Linked DNA regions of Oryctolagus cuniculus: region 1 is linked to region 2. Evidence: chromatin contacts called from public Hi-C data. All regions are on one chromosome and are shown on one strand. The core of a region is the stretch at or near the end of the contact, and the rest is flanking DNA. Distances in the headings are between cores, read along the strand shown. Region 1 overlaps ZNF174 (zinc finger protein 174). Region 2 holds the start of DNASE1 (deoxyribonuclease 1).

What was found. Hi-C and Micro-C count contacts between places; a contact is called where the count stands out from the background.
Region 1: a contact with region 2 is called in a Hi-C map of an unstated tissue, with 2.8 times the contacts expected there. The contact joins the enhancer-like site here to the promoter of DNASE1 in region 2. A contact is called at or near these places in 2 of 6 Hi-C or Micro-C datasets (ear pinna and an unstated tissue).

What each region holds. Positions count from the first base shown.
Region 1 is chr19:32,071,816-32,075,031 of mOryCun1.1, forward strand. ZNF174 (zinc finger protein 174) reads right to left here. Exons shown (of 3, transcript XM_002722770.5): 3 at 265-3,216. The coding sequence ends at 2,733. Among named protein-coding and RNA genes, the nearest start is that of NAA60, 9.1 kb to the left of the region's middle. Within about 2 kb of position 1,811, at least 1 of the 8 cell types and tissues checked has an H3K27ac peak or open chromatin away from gene starts, as enhancers often do.
Region 2 is chr19:31,857,760-31,860,914 of mOryCun1.1, forward strand. DNASE1 (deoxyribonuclease 1) reads right to left here and starts at 1,508. Exons shown (of 9, transcript NM_001082740.1): 1 at 1,349-1,508; 2 at 869-1,013; 3 at 458-546; 4 at 225-308. The coding sequence starts at 1,012.

The DNA.
Region 1 (3,216 bases), core at 561-3,060, 210 kb after region 2:
GGTTATTTTCTTATTTTTGGGTGCTGCAAATGGTAGCCGGTAAAATCAGCAGGGTGGCGGTCTGCCCCGAGGGGGGGCCACTCAGTGGAAAGGGGGAACATGGGAACCCTTCATCAGAATGCAGCACCCGGGAGCCTCCTGCCTGTCCACGGCACCCTTAGTGCCACTGCTGGCCTGCAGCCGAACCTTAAGCCAAAGCAACACCAGAGAGGGAGTCAAGCAGGTCAGATTTGAAACCTTTTGGGAAAGAAATGAGCAGAGTGGTGATTTTGTCACATTTATTCAGGGTCCACGGTTGACAGTTCATCATCCAAAGACACCAAGATTAAACATTTATCAATTCTGTAATGAGTGGAAACACACACACACACACGTGCGCACACACATGCACGCACACACGCAAACACACACACAGACACACACGGCTCCTTGTGAAGCACACTGAGCAAGCACAAGCTCTCATTGCAGGAAGGGCCCTGTGCCAAGCTTTATAGCTAAGGGAAGTGCAAACGCACGCTCTTTCTCTCAGGCAGGGGTCCTCTCGGATGGAGCAGCTTGACTCGAGATGGACCTGCCTGGCGGGCATCATCAGGCCCCAAACATGTCCACATCCTAGGTCCTGGAACCTGGCACCGTCCCTTATGTGGCCCGTGGGCTTCCCGGCTGTTACTAAGTTAAGGGTGTTAAGATGGGAAGATCATCCTGGGCCCAAGAGAATCCCAACCGTCCTCAGAGGAGGGAGGTGGGAGCGTCCGGGTCAGAGGAGCAGGTGATGTAACGAGAGACTGCAGGGACACTGGAGGGGCCCATGAGCCACAGAGCACAGGTGGCAACTAGAAGCTGAACAAGTCCCAGAGCCAGATTCGCTCTCAGAGCCTGTGGAAGGGCCCAGCCCTCCAGAAAGCTGGATTTTGGCTGAGCGAGACTCATGCTGGACTTCCGACCTCCGGAACTGGAGAAGCTTGTGTTAGGCCACTGAGTTTGCGGGCATTGTTACAGCATCGGCAGGAACACAGACATGACCATGACTTGGAACTTAAGAGACAACAGTGAAATTTGGCCTAGAAAGAGAGTGGGGCGAGGGATGGGGGAACAGATGAGAAACCCAGAGTCTCTGACCAGGGAGGCTGCAGACCGGAGTGCGCTAGCAGGCAGCTGAATTTGAAGAGGGGTCCCGTGGTGGGCAGCACAGGAGCTGGGAGGGAGGCCTCCAGGGCCACCACAGCTATGAGGAAGCCACGGGGCTTTCAATGCGCCTCTGCCCCAAACACAAGTGCTGCCCACCCACTGTGCCCAGGGTCACTGCATTCAGGCCAAAATGGGCCCTGAGTGGAAAGCGAGGGTCTCAGCTAGTATCCGTTTCTTTCAGCTGGACACGGGCCGAGTCTAAAAGCTACAAGAGTGGAAAATGAGGTCGTTCTCCCCAAGCAGCGTGTGGGGAGCAGTCCCCCCACCGCAGCCCTACTGCGGCTGAGCCGCGTGACTGCTGTGGGGCATCCTGGGCACTAGGGGGCGCTCAGCACGACCCCAGCGTCCACTCCTCTAGAGGTCTCGGGCAGCCCTCCCTCCCCAGAGGCTCAGCCAGCAAAGCTGTGCCCAGGCGGCTGGGGGAAGGCAGGGGGTGTCACAGGCCCAGATGCAAACGGGAGAGTGTTCAAAGGCAGAGTGTGCACTGACATGGGATTCTGGGGGCATAAGAGCGCCCGGGGCGCCTGCCTGCCTGTTTCCGCAGGCGGTGCACACGGATCGGATCGGCCCGATTCCCCCACACTGAGGAATGGCTGGCTGCCCGGGTGACTAACACTTTCGTACTGCCTGGGTTTTATTTGTACTTTGAGAAAACGAGGGGGGAGGATTAGAGGATTTCCCAGGGCCCAGGTCCAGGACTTGAGCATTTTATAGAAATATACTCTCTTATGTTTTAGAACACTCGTGAGGCACAATTTACATACCATCAAGTGAACCCAAGCTCTGCAAGCACAATCCAACTTCAGAACACGTCGTCACCCCATCCCTTCTGTCGTTCCTCAAACCAGCGGCCTCGGCGAGCAGGCGGAGCGGGGAGGACCCCTGGCGTCCCCGAGCAGTCTCTGGCCTCGGTGAGGGTTAGGGTTAGGGTCAGGGTTAGGGTCAGGGTCAGGGTCAGGGTTAGGTAGTTTCCCTACCTCTCGGGCTAGGGACAAAGCAACCACGTGGATCTTCTTCTAAATCAGAGGTGTTCAGCAGAAAAGGATCCCTCGCCACACTTTTTCTTTCTTTCTGGATCTAATTACTTGGAAACCCTCTGCTCACACAAATGATCAACTCCTCCGCTTAAGCACAGCTGGGTATCACAGAGCGCTGGGGCTTGGCTGCCTGGAGTCCTGCTGGACCACCTGATTGTCTGGCCTGACAGGAAATGCACGACATACACAGTCTACCTTTTAGTATTTGAGAAGACAAGTAAAGCAACAGAGGGCGACGGGACGGTCAGGGCCCCGTGGGGTCACCCGGCTTCTCCCTCGGGAGCTGCCTGCCACCTGCTGCAGACGGCCCCTGCCCACAGCCGCCGGCTCTTCCTCCCAGCACTGGGCCCGGTCAGGACCCCGGTCAGCCTCTGCCGGGCTCCTCACCGGCCAGATGGGCACCCGCACCCCTCCAGGGCCCCTGCTGTCCTGCAAGTCACGCGGTCTGTGGCTTCCATGCGGGGAAGGGGAGGGGAAACCCGAAGACCCTCCTGGCGCCGGGCGCGCTCAGTCGCCGTGGTGGAGCCGGTGATGCTGGTGAAGGTTGGAGCTCTGGCGAAAGCTTTTCCCACACTGGCTGCACTGGTAGGGCTTCTCGCCGGTGTGGATCCTCTGGTGCAGCTTGAGGGTCGACTGGCGCCCGAAGCAGTGGCCGCACTCCCCGCAGGCGTAGGGCCTCTCTCCCGTGTGCACGCGCTTGTGTCTCTTCAGCTCCGAGTTCCACGTGAAGCTCTTCCCACAGTCGTCGCACCTGTAGGGCTTCCTGGCCGAGCGCGGCGCCGGGTGGCTGAGCCGCGGCAGGCGGCCGCTCAGGCCTCTTCGGCCTCCTTTGCTCTTCTTCAGCTCCCTCAGCGGGTGCGTTTTTAGGGGGCTGCTGATGTGGTCCAGTTCCCTGCAGTGTCTCTGGTAGTGAGCAAATGGCTTCTGGGTACTTTGGGAGCCGCCCTGCCTCCGGGACAGCCGGGCCTCAGCCAGGCTCGCCCCTCGGGGC
Region 2 (3,155 bases), core at 258-2,757:
AGGTCAAGGGAGAGGTCATGTGACCCTGAGCTGGGCGCTGCCCTTCCTGCCTCCTGGCACCCAGTCCACGAGCCTGGGAATAGCAGCAGTCAGCGCTCAGTCACCTCACCTGACCTGCGTCCCTGGGAGGACACGGCCACCGGGCAGTGGGACTGCAACCCAGGCCCCCCTGCAGGGCCTCACTGGACTCTCAGACCACCCCAGCCCCGGGACCCCGACTTTGCCTGTACACGAAGAGGTACCGCTCCTTGTAGGTGCTGCGCCCCAGGGGCTCACTGGCCACAAAGCGGTAGGTGTCTGCGGCCTTCCTGGAGAAGCAAAATCAAAGATTGGCTGAGGCGACATAGTGGCTGCCACAGGCAGGCCCTGCCCGCGTCCCCATCAGTGGCCCCAAGTGCAGTGAGGCTGCGCCCTGGGAGTGCTCGTCACCTCCCCAGGCCCCACAGCTGTCACCCACTCATTGAGCTTGTCCAGCAGTTTGCCCACGGCCGTCAGGTGGCTGTCTCTGACCTCCTGGATGAGGGCGATGTCGTAGCGTTGCAGGATCTGGGGGTGGGGCCGCAGCAGAGCTGAGTGGAGGTGGCTGAGGGGGCTCTGCGTCCCCCACCCCCAGGGTCACCGTGGGAGCCAGGGCTGCTGCTCCTGGGCTGTTTGCATCTCCATCTGGCCAAAGCCCAAGTGGGGACGCAGCCGCCAGCCGTGAAAACACAAGGGCAGGCCCATAAGGCTCTGGTTGCCCTGCACCCACGGCCTGGCCTTACCCAGATGCCCTGGGCACAAACCTAGACCGTGCACCAGATAACGTAGGGATCCTTAACCCCGCCCCTGCAGTCCCTCTGTCCTCAGGGACAGGCCCCTGGGGACTGACCCGCACGATGTAGCTGGTGAGGGTGGCATTAGACATCTTGGTCTCCCCAAAAGACCGGATGTTGAAGGCTGCAATCTTCAGAGACCCGGCCACCTGCAGCAGGCCAGCCAGGGTCAGCAGCGCCGTCAGCATCTCGCTCCTCATGCTGGGGGAGACGGGGCAGAGAAGCAGAGGTGATGAGGCTCTGCCCCGGCCTGCCAGTAGCTCGGGAGGCCCAAGGCCAAGGCCGTCTCGTGCTAGAACACAGGACCCTCAGCCTTTCTGCCAGCGTCCAGAGGGGCAAACACCTAGTGCCACAGACACGACCCTGGGTCACTTGCCCACCAGCAAACCGGCCCTGGGCACAATGCCAGCCAGAAGCATCTGTGGCCACCTGAGCCCCACGCGCTCCCGGCTGGACTCGGCTGAGCCTGGTCTCCCACTGCCCTCCCCGCTCTGAGACTGGCCAGACACCCAGGGGGACTCCAGCCTGGTGCTTACCCAAGACAATGAGAGTGCAGTAATTCTCCAATTGTGGAATATTCGGATGTTAATTTTTCTCCTTTTGCTGCTTTAAGGAAAAATGTTAGTTTACAAAGGGAGGCCGCTGAAGAAAACTGACCCCAAGGCCCCGGTAGACCTGTTGGGCTCAGGATCCCGGCACAGGCAGCGCTGGCTGCCCTGGGCTTTAAAAAGGTTCAGGCAGCTGTGACCACACCCCCTCCCTGCAGGTGGGTGCCCTTCACCTGACAGCAGGGAACAATGGTGCTGTCTGTGTGGCCTTCCCACGCAGGTGATTTCAACAGCACCAGTTCCTTGCTGCTATAAATACCCTTGATAATCATGTTTGCACTTGGTTCCGAAATGTCTAAAATTAGGGCCAAAGACTCCCATGCCCACCGCACGTGCAGCCCTCCCGCCCTGCCAGGTTCCTGCCCTGAGACAGGCCGTGTGTATGCTGCAGGTTGGGACTGGGGCCCCGAGGGCGCCTTGGAGCCACATTCTGGGCTGCACGGTGCAAATGAAGCTCGCGGCCACCAGGCCACCACGGCCTCCCCCCACCCCCAGCCCTCCTGGTGCGCAGCTGTCAGCTGTGAGATGCACTCGGCAGGGAGCCTTCTTACCTGGGAGGACTGGCTGTTGAGGTCCAGGAGACCCTTGTCATTAGGGCTCAAGGACAGAGCAGAGTGTGCGTCTATCCTTTTTGGAAACTTTGGCCTTTGTACCCCTTTTCTGTGGCTGCTGTAACAAATACAAATCCGTGGCTTCCAACCACAGCCCAGTCCTGGAGGCCGGAAGCTATGCCTCAGGTGTCAGTAAGGCCGGGGGACAATTCCTCGGGGCTCCCTGGTCCCTGATGCTCCCTGGCTGTGACCACCTCACTCCCACCTGTGTCCACAGCCTCGTCAGTGTCCATTCTCCCTCTGACTAACGCGCCTGAGTCAGGACCCTCCCGATGGCCCAGGCCATCTGCATGCAGGTTAACCGGAGGTTCCAGAGAGAGGACAGGGCCTCCTCTGGGGTGCCATCCCTCAGCCCACCAGAGCAGGTGGGATGGGGGGTGGCAGCAGTCAGCAGAGGGTCAAGGTCAGAGGACGAGGGCCACCACCCAGCTGGCCAGGAAGCAGAGGGTGGACATGGTGGAGATTAAAAACAGTAGGGGGTGAGCCAGCTCCAAGGAGACCGGCCAGAGTCCTGTTATATAACAAGCTGCTGACAGACAGCTCTGGCCATGGGCACTGACTCACTTGTCCTGAGGTGTCCACTTAGTAGAATCACTGGCCTGCTCCTCAGGCTGCCGGGAGCCCCCACACAGGCCTTGGAGGGAGTTCTGATTGCCATCGCTCCCCTGCTGTCCATGCCCAAGGCTGAGACAGCCTCCGCAAACTCCAGTCCGCAGACACCAGGCAAAGGCATATTCGACGCAGGTGTGCCTGCCTCTGACAGGCGCAGGAGCGGGAGCAACCCTACAGGCCAGCACCGCCCTCCACAGGATCAAACCAGCTGCACCACACGGCTCATGTCAGTCCGGCCCCTTGAGGGTCTCTGGTGGGCCGCTCGGAGTTCCGGGGCAGTCCTTACCCTCCTGCCTCCGCACACCAGCTGCCAAGTTGGGACTCGGCCTCCCTGGTACCAGGGTGGAGTGCTGGGCACCACTGGGTAGGTAGCCCAGGGGCCTGTCCAGGTTTCCCACAGTGTCTTCACCCATGTCTTCAGTCTTCCTAAGGGGCCAAGACCAAGGCCTCCTCCTGGGATTGAGTGAAGCAAAGCAGCTGTCTCACGTCCGACATGGTCCCTCCACCCCGGA